2 separate regions of the Canis lupus genome follow, and region 2 is linked to region 1. The links are chromatin contacts, called in public Hi-C maps. All regions are on one chromosome and are shown on one strand. The core of a region is the stretch at or near the end of the contact, and the rest is flanking DNA. Distances in the headings are between cores, read along the strand shown.

Region 1 (7,431 bases), core at 3,443-5,942:
AGATATGTTTTTGTTTCTTTCAGTGGACCGAGGAATCCTTATAGCCAGGGCCATGTCTTTCAGTGTTCTGTCCTCAGTATCAAACTTGGTGCCTATTGAGAATGAACAAGTATTAGTAAAAGGAGTATTTTTCCTTTTGACCTTTTTTAAAAGAAAATCTCATATTAAAATCCAAGCCATGGTTCATCTGCAGCTACCTAGAACGTTAGAAGTAAGAATTTAACTTCTTGTTAATGACTGCAATAGTCTACCCACTTAGGTTTTTAAGTGATTATATAAGTAGAGAAGCAGTGGTCAGGGTTGGCTTCCAGTACTACTTAACTGTGGTGCTAAGCCTGCTTCAGCCCAGGAGATAAGAGTACAGCTGAATGTTCTACTGTGATACACATCAGAAGAACCAAGTTCCTGAGCTTTTGACTTCTAGAATGGTAGACAAGACCACTAGAGCCTTTGTTTAGCATGTGGAGGAAAATAGCAAGTGAAACAGGATCATGAGGATTTTTCTTTAGTGAGGAATAGAGGTAGGAAAAGGTTTTTATTTAGTCCTGTTTGATTCCCTTCTTTTATGAGAGGGGCATTGCCATTTTCCTCTTCTCTTACAGATGCCCATTATTTATTTGTATGTGCATGTATATGTATTGTTGCATACCAACACCTTATTAGGTCATGTCCAAAGCAAGTAACAGGCTCCTTGTCTTGTATTTTGAGAGTTAAGTGTCATTTTTAACTCCCTATGTCAGAATGTAGGAGCAGTTAACTGGCTGTAGCATATGAGGTGTTCCTGTGGTGGTTTGATTGACACAGATTTGTGTATATACTCATAAATTCACAGTCATATTATTCAACTTCTAAAAACTTAACACTCCATTTGCAACAGTGATTTTTTTTTTATTTTATTGTAGTTCACTAAAAAAAAAAAAATGCTAATCTAAATTCACATAGTTGATCTTATAACCTAGGTCATATCCAGAAGTTTGAAAAACACTTCTGTAGATAGTTTTGAAGGCAGTGGGGCTGTGGTGGAATGATTCTGATAGATTTCTGTACCGGATTGGTACTTTTGGGCCTGGGAGCATTCATAACCGCACGCCCCCTCCATTGCCACCCCCACCAGTCCATGCCACTCCAACCCCAGGAATGTCTGTTCCTTTAAAGGAGAGATAAAATGTGTGAAATTGCTTTGTATTGCAATATGTGTCTATAAGGAGGAAGCATTTAGGAAAGTCTAAACTCCTAGAGCTGTGTATTCCTCAAACACTTAGCAACACATATCTAAACCCTTTGAGGACTGCTGACTTGTTAAGCTTCTCTCAGCGGGAGGCTCCTTGGATTTGTAAATCGATCTATCATTTAGAACATATCTGTGCTATCTGGGGTGGCAGTATCCTCAGAGTTTGAAGAACCTTCCTTTCCCTTTCAAACAAGCATCATACTTGAAATACTCAGCTTATAGAATCACTAGTACTGTGCTGTAATATTGACTTCTTCCTCATTTGTCTTGTGCATTTTTACTTTATTTTATCCTTGTGATTGTAGGAGTATTTTTGGGCCTTGGTCTGAGTGGAATCATTCCTACCTTGCACTATGTCATCGCGGAGGGGTTCCTGAAGGCAGCCACCATAGGGCAGATCGGCTGGCTCATGCTAATGGCCAGCCTCTACATCACAGGCGCCGCCCTCTATGCTGCCCGCATCCCTGAGCGCTTCTTTCCTGGCAAATGTGATATCTGGGTAAGTAGGACCGGGGGCAGTTAGTATGCACACGTATATATCTGTTAGTATGTACACGTATATATCTGTTAGTGTGTATTGGCAGACCGGGAAGTAAAATAATGGAAAAAGGTTTAGACTAAAAATTGAGAGACCTGTATTTTAGTTGTAACTCTCCTTCATTAAGTTATGTTTCTCAGGACGATAAGTACAGTGATGATTAACATTTACTGAGCACTGACTTGGTGGCTGGTATGGTACTGTATGAGCACTTTACACAGATTACCTCATTTAATACGTTGGTCCTGTGATACGACAAATATTAATGTCTTCATTTTAAGGATTAGGAAATGAAGCTTAGGGGGATTAGTAACTTGTCCAACATTAGAACAAATTATAACTGGTAGGAGTGGAATTTGAATCAGGCTAGTCTAATATCAGAGTCTATGCTCGTTTATACTACATTGAACTGGCAAGGCATTTAGTTTGTTTTAGTTTCCTCATTTAGAAAATGAGGGTGATGGACTAGATTGTTTACCAAAGTCCTTTTTGATACTAAAATCCAATGATTTGTAATGAGAGATTGAGTGTGTATACATGTGTTGGTTGCAAGAGGAGGGAGAGCTAACTAGATTGTGGTTAAGAGAGAGCGAAAGAGAAGGAGAAAAGAAATGTAAGGGACCAATAGGTGGGATATTTTGTAATTGATGATGTCCTGAAAGATTTTCAGTAGGTACAGAATTGCGGAGTTGTTTGATTATGAATTCTGTTCCTCTACCTGTTGTTGATCATTGTAGACTAAACTGATCACCTAGTCTTTGAAGTTCAATTTAGCCCTCCATAAAATGAAGATAATGCTAATTTAGGCAATCTGTTCAGGTTCAAATTAGTTAATTTGTCTTTTGGAGATTGTCTCATCATCATATTGACATTGATTGTGGAAATATTTCTCCCCCTACTTTTTTGGGAGAATGAATCCCCTTTGATTTCCAGGGAAGCATTTCCTGAGATGTGGCTCCTTCTTGTTGCACCTCTAAAATCAATATTTTTTACTTGATGAACACTGTTTTGCAGCTGTATTTTTTCATTTTGAGATGACAATAAGAGAATAGTAGAATTTTTGAAGTATGTTTGGTTCACTGAGCAATCAATAAACCCCTTTTAAGAAATGAACTAGCATTCAACAGATTGAATCAGAAAAAAATACCATGTGCTTATAGACAAGCTTCTGATTTGAGAAGGGAGGAAAAGGGCTAGCTTTGCTGGCCTTTTGATATAGGATGTCATTTGTGTAATTTCGGAGTCTTAGAGCTAAGGAGACATATGTTTTAATCATCTACCTAATCCTGGAAATCCCTTAATTTTTCTTTTCTTTTCTTTTTTTTTTTTTACATTTCTTCTTCTTTTTTCTTTTTTTTCTTTTTCTTTTTCTTTCTTTCTTTCTTTTTTTTTATGATAGTCACACACACACACACACACAGAGAGAGAGAGAGAGAGAGGGACAGAGACACAGGCAGAGGGAGAAGCAGGCTCCATGCACCAGGAGCCCGACGTGGGATTCGATCCCGGGTCTCCAGGATCACGCCCTCGGCCAAAGGCAGGCGCCAAACCGCTGTGCCACCCAGGGATCCCCCCTTTAGTTTTTCTGAGAGAGAGAGCACATTTAAATTGGCCATAGCTTTGTGTTTTACTTAGGCCATGATAAAAACCTCCTTCAGCAGAGAGGAAAACCTCCCCGTCTGACTAGCCCACAGGTAGGCACAGAGGGATCCTTGGGCCTTTGTAGTCTGTTGGCAAGAGTGTGTTTATGCCATTTGCCCCTGAGTTCACCAGATACTCCTGTGTTATGTGTATACGTCTTCATGGTTAGAATTTAGCGGCAGCACCTTGACTTTCTTGGGGACAGCTGGCCTTCAGAATGTGATATGCCCAGTGGATATTCCAAGATCTGTGGACACCTTGAATTTGAGCTCTTGTCACCTAAATTCCCTGCCTTGCTCAGCACAAATGGCGTGAAGACTCTTTAGCAGACTTTAATAATGAATGGATTTCTCCCCCCTCCCCCTTGCCTCTAGTTTCACTCTCATCAGCTATTTCACATCTTTGTGGTGGCGGGCGCGTTCGTTCACTTCCACGGCGTCTCGAACCTCCAGGAGTTCCGTTTCATGATTGGTGGAGGCTGCAGCGAAGAGGACACACTCTGACACCTTCCGTGAGCCAGGGACCCTGAACAGAGCCTGTAGCATCTGCAGGCCTCCCTTTCCGGCCATTGAGGCCAGTGCCAGAAGAGCCCCGAAACTTTGACAGCCTCATGGGCTTTGTGATGCCCCCGGGGCTCCACCTGGTACACGCCTGAGAAGAGAAAAACAAAAATAAACCATACCTCAAAGGATGAAGTGCGTCAGTTTGGAGACAAGGAGAAATGACCCAAACCCTGACTTGTAATTGGGATTTCCTGATTGAGGGTTTTGCACGACCTGGGCAAACTGGCTTCTGATCCGTGTCACATTATTTTGTAGAAGATTGGAAACACAGTTTAGCTGGTGGTTTGTTCTTCTCCCTTTCTCTCTCCTTAATCAGTAATACAAACCAATTTAGGTGAACATTTATATCCTATTAAAGGGTGGGAATGTGATTTTAGATGCTCTTTTGAAAGAACAAAGAAATTAATGTAAATAAGATTTCTAACTTGCTGTTTAAATAAGAATTTATATAAATGTTTAAAACATAGGGGTAGGGGAGGGAGGGGAATTTTTGTATAGAATGAAACATGCAAGTACCACACACTGTTTCAATTTTGCACAAAGTGACTGTAGGAAGATCAGGTGATGGCCCCAGAATGTATAATGCCTTGGTGCACCAAGGTGCCTTCTAAAGGCTGGCATACCTTGGACCCTGCGGGGCAGAAAGTACAGCCCCGGCCCATTGATTGCTTGACCATTCTCATGTTTGAGAGCCTTTGGGAATCCCGAGGTAGAGGGAAGCTGTATGTGTTTCTCAGTGGAAGCAGCATGTGAATGGCTGACAGGATGTGTTAGATAAAGGCTCTAGTTAAGGTATCATTTGAGAGACTGGTTTTCTGTGCTGAGAGTGACTCCTTCTAAAGAGTAGAGCCATTTACTTGGGAAAGTTAATTATGCCAGCAAAGGGGTAATGGAGACAGTGGGAGGAGCTCTGGAAATGTTAGCATAGAGGCTGATCTAATTACTTACTGGCTTCCTATTCAGTTTTGTGGTGACTTTTATCTGCAGAAATGTGACAGTTTTCCAGATCTTTGCTGTGGAGCTCTGGAACGTCCCCAAAATTTCCTTCTGTTACAGTCACTGCCCTAACTACCCTTTCTCCTCCTGGGAATACAAATGGACCTGACATCATAGTTCCTGGCATGGAGCCAGCCACAAAAGAGATTCCCCTTGTCCAGGTGCCTCCTGAGCTCATTTACATAGGTTGGAAGGATGCTTCCTTTGGATCAGGAAAGGTGAATTGCACCTCTGACACTACTGTCTTAGTAAGCCTAGTTGTGACACACATATCGGCTGTCTTTAAACAAAAAAGCCAGTAGAACTCTTGTAAAGCAAGGTCTAGTCCCACCATGGAGTTATCAGTATTCCCTGAACCCCAGTTTTTGAGGATAGCATGGTGGGAAGTTTTAAAAGAAAGTTGGATCTTTCAGGGAGCCTCATACAGTCCTTAAGCTATATCTTTAAAGAGCTGCTGAAAGTAGGAAAAAGGTTACTCATACCCCAGAGGTACCATAGAATTCTAATCTTGGCTCATAGGCAAACCACCAAAATAGCACTTGAGTCTAAGGTTACTTGCTGTCATCCAAGACTTCAGGTGATTGAGTTACATCTGGGGATTGTGGGTTTTAGAGCTAAACACTGAAGCCCTGTGCCTGGGGGCTGGCATCCTCAAATAGGTGTTTGGTGTATGGATAGGGTCTCCTGTCCAGTAGTGTTTTCTTGGTCATTAATTTCCTTTCTCTTCCCTTCCAATCTCCCAGCTTTTGCTGGGAGAAAGAATCCATTGTAGAACTTGGGAAGAACTTAAAGAGTTTTTTGGTTCTGGATAAAGTCACTGCCTGGAGGCTAGGGGACCCAGCAAAAGACTTTTGTGAACTGATGGAGTGCCTGACAGAATAAAGAACAGTATTACTCTCTTTGGTCAGTGGCCATCTGGAAGGAAAGACAGTCTCATGGAAGCAACAGCACATATCAGAAGCCAGACTTACTCTTCGGTCATGCATTTTGGGATACAGGGTATAAGATGCAGCCCTGTAACAACACCAACAGAAGTAGTAGTTTCTGGGCCCAGTCACCCCACACCCCAAAGGAGGAGCTGAATCTGGTTCAACATAGCACAAACTGTTAGGAAAAATGAAATTAACATCAATGATATGTAGTCCAGTAAAAATCTCCCTCTTTAGGGTGTGTGTGCGTGTGCGTGTGTGTGTGTGTGTGTGTGTGGGTGGGTGTGTGTGTGCGCGCGCCCATTTATATGTGTGTGTCTATGTGCAACTCACTACCAACAGCCTCACTGTGCACTTGGTCTTCACAGTGCTCGCTGAGAACTCTCACCAGGTTGGCGCCTGAATGCCTTACTCTCAGCATCAGAGGCTGGCTTGCTCTGTGCAGATTTTTAATTTTCTTTGTTGGCCCTGGGCTGGTTAGGACCTCTACAGCTTCGTTCTTTCACCATTAAATAGTGGCCTTTTTCAGTATTTCCCCCCTGTCCCTTTATAAAATGCTGAAGCCACAAAGCACATTTTTGGGGATCATAGAAGGTTGGGGTTCCAGAAAGGCCTCTTGTGTGATGGTTCAATTCACCATGGGATTTCCCTTACTCGCTGTATTCTCAACTTCTAATAAAAAGAACCAAATGGAATATGAACTTATGTCGTGTGCTTTTTTATTGCCTCAGCTTAAACACTGAAGCTTAAGAAATTTTCAGACTCCTCCCCCCATTCTAAATGCACAAATCAAAGGATTTATGCCTAACTCACATTTCCCAAACTTTTCTCTCTTTTTTAAAAAAGATTTTATTTATGTATTTATTTCAGAGAGAGCATAAGCAGGGGGAGTGTAGAGGAAGAAGCAGCTACCCCTGAGCAAGGAGCCCCATGTGGGCTCAGTCCCAGCACCCTGGGATCATGACCTGAGCCAAAGGCAGATGCTTAACCACTGAAACCACCCAGGAGCCCCTCAACCTCTCTTAAGCTTTCATTACAGCTGGAACCAGGTTTAGAATGGAGAGGAGAGCTGACTCCAAGGGGCAGTTCTTAATTTATGATTAAAGTTTATAAGTATAATACCTAACATAATGGACACTTTATGTGAAGGTGTCTCAGATACTTGTAACCACCTCCCTGTTAACTGATCAGCATTACTCATTTCCTAAATGAGGAGACTGAAGCTTGGAAAAACCAAGTGTGACTTTTGTGCCAGCAATCTTTACAAAGAAGAGAGTTTGGAATAAATAATCTAATGTGTGTTGATTTAAAGGTTTGGGGTTTGTTAACCCTTTGTGTAATTTAAGGAATCCCAACCCCTTTGCCTTAGGTAAATTGTTTTTGCAGGGGAATTTCCAGTATTTGAATTCTCATTTCTTATTTTTTTTAAAGATTAATTTATTTTAGAAAGAGCACGAGCAGGAGAGGGAGAGTGAGAATCTCAAGCAGTCTCCCGCTAAGCATGGAGCAGGAGGCAGGGCTCAACCTCATGAC
Region 2 (7,431 bases), core at 3,692-6,191, 160 kb before region 1:
GCAGGATACCAGGGGGCTTGCTCAGTCAGACACTCTGCCTTCTGCTGGCTCAGTGTTTTCCCATGTGGAGGGGAGTGTGAATGCGCATCAAGATGTCTCTCTCTCTCTCTCTCTCTCTCTCTTTTTTTAAAGATTTTATTTATTTATTCATGAGAGACACAGAGAAAGGCAGAGACATAGGCAGAGGGAGAAGCAGACTCCATGCAGGGAGCCCAACGTGGGACTCGATCCCAGGTCTCCAGGATCACACCCTGGGCTGAAGGCAGTGCTAAACCACTGAGCCACCCGGGCTGCCCTCTCTCTCTCTTTTTTTTTTAAAGATTTTATTAATTTATTTGAGAGTGCGAGCAAGCAAGAGAGCACAAGCAGGGGGAGGGGCAGAGGGAAAGGGAGAAGCAGACTCCCCGCTGAGCAGGGAGCCCAGTGTAGGACTCCATCCCACGACCCTGAGATCATGACCTAAGCCATAGGCAGACACTTTACCAACTGAGCCACCCAGGCGCCCCTCCAGGTCTCCCTTATAGAGAGATGTTAGGTCTGAGTGCTGGGTGGTAGGGGGTTGCTCCTGGCACAGGGCTAGGGGACCACAGACCTCTCAGGAAACTACTCAGACTTCTTTCTAGGAGTGTTGTCCACATTCAAGTCTGTGTCAAGCCAGCTGGCTCAGGGGCCCAGGCAAGATACTATAATGAGACCAAAGATGAAATAATTAAACAGTGAGACTAGCAGTTTCTTGACAAGAAATCAATCCAGAAATTTAATGTAGGTTCATTGGTGATTCAGTAACAAGATATGGATATAATTCTAGAAAAGTGCTTACTAATTTAAAAAATCGACTCATGTTTCACAGGCACACATATCAAATAAATGTAATTGAAATGTCTTATACAAATTGGGATCTGTGATGTTGGCTTGGTGGATGCTTGTGTAAACTTAGGGTCCTCAATAGCGTGATGTCAAGTCGAAATTAGAATTGGTCATTTGCCCAGTGTCTTCCTTTCAGAGCCCATGTCCAGAGGCTTGATCTGGGTGTGAGCAGTGGTGTTAATCTGTGGCAGGGTTAGGAGTTGAGGTTGTTGCTCTGGTACAGACCAGGGCACGGAGAGCAGCCGTGGCTTAGATGACCTTCCACTCTAAGGGCATCTGTGAGGCCACCTCTGTACCCCAGGACTTCTCTGTGTGTGGCAGTCTGCTTGCCAGTCTTTGGGTATCTAACCCAGGAGAGACTGATAAAAAAAAAAAAAAAAAAGAAAAAAGTTTAAGATATTCACTTTATGTCCCAAAAGTCCAAATTCTATTCATTTTTTAAGATTCCAGTTCAGATACCACCTACTTCTTACAACCTTTCCCATGCCCTACAACTAGTAGTCTCTCTGCGTCTGAACTACAATAGGGCCTTGGCTACCTTTTGGGCTCTGGCTTTTGGGCCCTCCTCCCCCTGGCCCGCATTCTGGGATCTACCCACAGCTCTTGTAACAACTCTCTGTGTTTTGCTTGGGGAGGCCGGTGCGAGTGGAACATGCAGAGCAAAGTTCCCGCTCTGCCACCAAGAAGAGGTCAAATTCATGGAAGGTCGTTTCCTGTGTCCGCTCTGTGCTGTCCTGGGGGCGTTGGTGGCAGATGCCGAGGTGACTAGGCTTTCATCCTGATCTGGGCTCCGTCTCAGTCACAGTCTTGACCTCACTTCTCCTGGCTCCTCGTTTTATTGCCCTTAATTGTTTGTTTGTTTGTCCTGACCCTTATCTGGCCCACCTTCCTTCCATCTGCCTTGTTTCTCACTCACACACCTTCCCTGCCTTCCTCAGTCCCTCGCCTCTCCCCCCAGCCTCCGCACCTCTTCCACAGCCTTTATCTGTCTGCTCCAAGTGGGGGATTCCTGTCCCTCTCTAATGTTTATCCCCTCTCCAAGGAACAGGCCTCCACCATCAATCACCATCTGAGGCCAAAGGTATGCACCTCCCACCGCCTCACACCTACACAAAAAATTCCTTAGGGAAGACTAAAACAGTGGCAGGGATTGCAGATTCCCTGGGTTGGTATTTTACAGCCAGTTAGAGATTTGATTTTCAAGTTATCTCTACACCCAACATGAGGCTCAAACTCACAACCCTGAGACCAGGAGTCACACACTCCAATGACTGAGCCAGCAGGGCGCCCCAACTAATTTTTTTTTTTTTTAATAGGATACCTAGGATCTGACATCTTGGCCACAGAGTAAATCTGAAGCATACTTTGCAGGAAACTTCTCTTGGCCTTTGAGAGTCTCTAGTAACCCCATTTTAGACACTGATGGCCAGAGCAGTGGGTGGATATTGCCTTGTCTGTCACTCAAGGGCTCAAGCATTTTCCAGATAAAAGCTGTCTAATCCTTGTGACATTCCTATCAGTTACTGAGCTCAGTCACACTTAGGGCTTTGTCAGGAGGCAGGATCCAGAACTAAGAAAATGTTTTAAAAATTAGCTTTTAGAGGCGCCTCAGTGGCTCAGCTGGTTGGGCATCAGCCTTTGGCTTGGGTCATGATCTTGGGGTCCTGGGATCAAGTCTTGCGTTGGGCTCTCCACTCAGCCAGGAGTTGGCTTCTCCCTGTCACTCTCCTTCTTTTGTTCTCTCTCCGTCAAATAAATAAATAAAATCTTTAAAAAGATTTTTTTAATCAGCTTTTATTGCTTTTTCAATTAGCAGGAAAGGCTAAAGATTTGGATTTCTTTTCTGCCTTCTCCTGTAAGAGGAGCTTATATATATTATCAATAATAAAATATTTAAAAATACAAGTATTACAGTGTCTTTCTTCACAAAGGAGGACCGGAATGAATGTCTACAGAGTGAAGATCAGTGACACTCTTCCTCTTGGATTTGTTTTACTAATGCTTCTGTTCTTACTCTGTGGAGTCTTCTTCATCTGTCTTTCCTCTAATCTCCCTAAGTGTTGGCTCCCAGGAGAGATGCTTATCCTATCCCATTGGTCACTTAGTGGCAGGAGGTTTAGGCCCTAAATGTTTCCTTCTTCCAGTGGTACCGGATGCCTGACCTCCCTGGCTACACCAAGTACCTTTTCCAGAGGAATGTGAGACCCCAGCTCAGACTGGCGGGGGGCGGGGGGCGGGGGGGGGCGGTTGTGCCAGAAGAGGGTAATTGCAGACTCCGTCTTTGAAGTGCCTGTTGGGATGGGGTGTTGGTTCCTTTATGCCCTGGGCCTGGAGCTGGTACCTTTAGCCATGGGGAGGAGCCTCCTTCCTTCTCAACAGTAAGCCGTTTTTAAGCCCCCAGATTGGAGTGCAAAAGCGCTCGTCATTCTTGACTCCCTTCTGGGTGGCCCCAAACAAATCATTGGGCCTCTCCAGAACTTCAGTTTCTCCACCACAAAATAATAGGAATAATTCCACACCAGAAAAAAAATCAGGAAGAGTTTTGACAATTGTAATATGAGCTGATGATGATGAAGCTATTTCTTGCACCTGCAGTGGTCTCAGTGCAGTGCTGAATAAAGACACAATCTGGGAACTCTTGAAAAGAAATCTGTGAGAAACCTTGAAAAATGAGTCCCGACCCAGTTAGTGACAATGGCTGTGGCATAAGAAAGTGTTCTGCAGCAGGCTTGCATTTTTATCCTGCCATCTGTATGCCTGGGCCCGCTGCCAAGGCCATTTGACACAATGCATCAGGATGCTTTCATCGAAAAGCGTTTTGGAAAGCAGCATTCTGATCTCCTTTTGCTTTTAAAATTTTGATTTGGGATAGCCCAAGTTCAAATCCACTCCACATTGTCGTGGTTCAGTGGCTTCAGGTGGATTTGTTTTTGGAAAAATCACCCCTGTTGGTGCCCTCCCCCCACACCTGCTCTTGCTTGACACAGGGCTCCACCCTCTTCCTCTGTACTCAGCCTCTGGGTGTCTGGGAGGGTGTCTGCGGGTTCTGGGGTGGAAGATAATGGTCTTGCTCTTGAAAGTGGTGTGGTTTGTGGCAAGGCCCCTGTGACTCCGTGGAGTTAATCACCAAATATTAACACAGAAAAAGGGACTGTTTAGTTCTTAGGCAATTTGGCAGAGTCAGGGAGAGCTTTTGGCAAACTGAGGGCCATGCCAGCAGGCTCTGTTGCAGGCTGGTAATATGACTGGATTTTTTTCGCCCGACTGTCCTCCATATCATGCAAAAACTGCACACGGTTTGTTGGTTGGTATTTGTTTGAGACTTTGGTCAAGGTAGAAATATCTTTTTTTTTTTTCCTGGTGGTAATGATGATACATTTATCATAACAACTTTCAAATAATAAGAAATGAACACAGTAGACAAAGCAAGTGCACAAAATGCCACCATCCTTGTAGCTGACCAGACATGGACTTTGCCTCCTCTGTGTTTTTCTAGGTGGTTCTCCTTTTATCTGCTTCCAATCAGGATAGCTGAGCTTCCTGGAAAGATCTTTGAAAAACTACTCCTCCCCCGCCCCCCACCCCAGCGTCAGTCCCCTTCCGTGTTTGGCCTCAGGTGCCCCTCACCACCCTCTTGACATCCTCCACCAGGGATGCTCCTTCTTATTGCCTTCTTTCTGCTCCCCTCAGGCTGTGTATAAGATGGCAGACGTAGCCTGCAAGTGCCACGGCGTCTCAGGGTCCTGCAGCCTCAAGACCTGCTGGCTCCAGCTGGCCGAGTTCCGCAAAGTAGGGGACCAGCTGAAGGAGAAGTATGACAGCGCAGCCGCCATGCGCATCACCCGCAAGGGCAAACTGGAGCTGGTCAACAGCCGCTTCAACCAGCCCACCCCTGAGGACCTGGTCTACGTGGACTCCAGCCCAGACTACTGTCTGCGCAATGAGACCACGGGCTCCCTGGGCACCCAGGGCCGCCTCTGCAACAAGACCTCGGAGGGCATGGATGGCTGCGAGCTCATGTGCTGTGGCCGTGGCTATGACCAGTTCAAGAGCGTCCAGGTGGAGCGCTGCCACTGCAAGTTCCACTGGTGCTGCTATGTCAAGTGCAAGAAGTGCACCGAGATCGTTGACCAGTATGTCTGTAAATAGCCTGCAAAGGCCCCCTCTTCTGGCCTCTTCTCCACTCTGCCTCACAAAGTTTATATTATATAAATCTATATAAATCTATTATATATTTGTATAAAGAAATGGATGGATGATAAATAATTAAAAGAAGAAAATGGAAAGGAAAAGCTTATTTAAGAGATGCTGGAGATCTTTGAGGATTGAACTTTGCTGGTTCTCTACTCCCGGCAGATGGGGCAAGGGGCTTCTCCCCCTCCCTCTGCCGAGGACTCTCAGGATGTAGGGACTTGGGGATATTCACTGCCTACCCACTATGGCCTTAAGAAGACGAGTGGCGATTAGATGGAGAAGATGGTTTTGTCTGGATGTCTGGAGTCTTTGTTGGCTGGATGGCTGCCCTGTGACCCCCATCATGAGGCCAGGAGGCCCTGTGCAAGGTGGCAGGAAGTCAGCTTACACCATCATGTCTTCAGGGTCTTGTCCAAAATACTGCTTGGTTCCGTAAAAGGGTCCAGTGCTTTCTTACCCTTTCACTCGGGTGCATCCCGGCAGAACCCAGAGTTACAGGAATGAGAAGAGGCCCGATGTCATCTCTGACAGGTGACCACAAAGGGACCCTCACCTCCCCAGACCCCCAGGCCTGTCTGTCCAGCGAGAATTATTTTCCCTCCACAGCTCACTGGCTCCTGCCACCAGCTTCCTGCGCTGAAGAGCACAGGGGTCAATTAGCCTGACATGTTAGGAGAGAACACGAACTGAATATTTGTGCCCGAGCTGCAGAGAGCCAGGAGCGTAACTGGTCCGAGTGCTGCACTGTGCTCCCACAAGGAGAGGAAACGGGATGCTGCTGTTCTCACTTCCTTCACCGTGGAGACCCCCCGAATGACAGGATGAGTGGCCTGGTCAGGCTTGGCTGGCCTGGCTCGCTCTTGTCATCTCTGCCCCAGATGTACAGTTTCTCTCTCTGACATTAAACCCCCTTCACTGGACCTCTCCCCTTCCTCTTTGGACACACGAGTATCTTTCATGAGTCTCCTTTTATTTTTGATCTGATCCTCAGAACCCTGCTACCCAGTGTGCGTGTGGAAGAGGGTAAGGAAATGGAAACTTTTTAGAGCTCTAGTCTGGTGGTTGGAGACAGAGACAGAGGACTATGAGGATAAGGTAATGCACTGAAGCACTCGCCCCCAGGGCCAACGCCAAGTTGAATACTCATAAATGCTAGCTATTAGTATTATGAACAAAAGAATTCAGAGATTAAGGTTTAAACCTCATGTTTCCCTTCCCTTCTTCCATCTTACAACTCACCGGTCACCCCCTGGTCTGTTCACTGGGTCCTTGGGAAGGCACAGGTGATGGGGACACTCTGCTGGCTTCTCTATGTTGCCATCTCCAGTCTCGGACTCCAGGATCTGGAGCCAGGAGAGACGGGATGACCCAAAAGGGAGATGTTATATCCTAGAAAGGGAGGAAGTAGTTCCTGGGACACCTTGATCCAGGTGCATTAGAGTGGCCAGCCTGCAGGGGACCCAGTAAGTCACCCCACAGAGAGACACCAGTTTTATTCTAGAAAAGTCTACTTCTGGGGAAATGGTAGAATTAAGGAGTCAGCTTGGGTTATAATGAGCAAATTATATTTCAAAACAGTCTAAAAGGGATTCTGTCTGGATTGGAATCATGCCATGTATACCACTTGTCTCTTTAGGGCCTAAAGAAGAGCCTTCTGATTTGTCATCAAAGGACATCAGACCTAGGGTTATTTCACCCTATTCCTCACGCTATTACTCAGATTCCTTTGGTTGGCATTTTCAAGATGAATAGTCCACAAGAGAAAGTGATTGAAGCCTACTGGCCTACAAAAGATGCAAACCATGTCCTTGGCTTCATTAGTTGGCATTTAGCCAAACTAACTTGGTCACACAGATCGACGATAATAAGGGTTTTGAACACTGGCTGGCACTATTGCTCTTCCCTACATCACCCTTGTAACTCCTGGAGGATTACCTTATGTCAGGTGCTCAAAGTTCATCTTGAGCTTTTCGGCCTGAAAAGCCAAAATCCAGTTCATCTTTAGCAACTTCAGGAAATTAGCTGTGAAGGACTGGTCCATAGAAAGCAACTTTCATGTTCATGAAAGGAGGTGCATCATCCCCATTATGTTGAGGTCTTCCTGCAGAGTCATGGCAAGGGGACTGAGGAAACCTTAAATGTTTTCTTTCTGACCTAAGGAGGAAGTCACATGTTTGAATACCAGTGTAATTGTTGCAGCCACTGACAACCAAGGTTAGGAAAGATTGAATCTTCAAAATAGATTGGGGTGTAGTTATAGTTACAGACATGTTAAGTCCTGGTGGACTGGCTATTGTCTACGATGTAACCAGGAATGCTGTAGGAATGAGGCTGGAAAATATGAAGACCAACCTAAGAAAATGAACCTCT

The links. Hi-C and Micro-C count contacts between places; a contact is called where the count stands out from the background.
Region 2: a contact with region 1 is called in a Hi-C map of skin fibroblasts, with 2.6 times the contacts expected there. The contact joins two enhancer-like sites. A contact is called at or near these places in 4 of 9 Hi-C or Micro-C datasets (blood, liver and skin fibroblasts).

What each region holds. Positions count from the first base shown.
Region 1 is chr27:2,201,877-2,209,307 of UU_Cfam_GSD_1.0, reverse strand. ADIPOR2 (adiponectin receptor protein 2) reads left to right here. Exons shown (of 9, transcript XM_038576322.1): 8 at 1,537-1,730; 9 at 3,785-4,101. The coding sequence ends at 3,913. Among named protein-coding and RNA genes, the nearest start is that of LRTM2, 33 kb to the right of the region's middle. Within about 2 kb of position 4,692, at least 2 of the 20 cell types and tissues checked have an H3K27ac peak or open chromatin away from gene starts, as enhancers often do.
Region 2 is chr27:2,364,606-2,372,036 of UU_Cfam_GSD_1.0, reverse strand. It overlaps WNT5B (protein Wnt-5b), which reads left to right. Exons shown (of 5, transcript XM_038576338.1): 5 at 4,558-7,431. The coding sequence ends at 5,016. Among named protein-coding and RNA genes, the nearest start is that of ADIPOR2, 20 kb to the right of the region's middle. Within about 2 kb of position 4,941, at least 7 of the 20 cell types and tissues checked have an H3K27ac peak or open chromatin away from gene starts, as enhancers often do.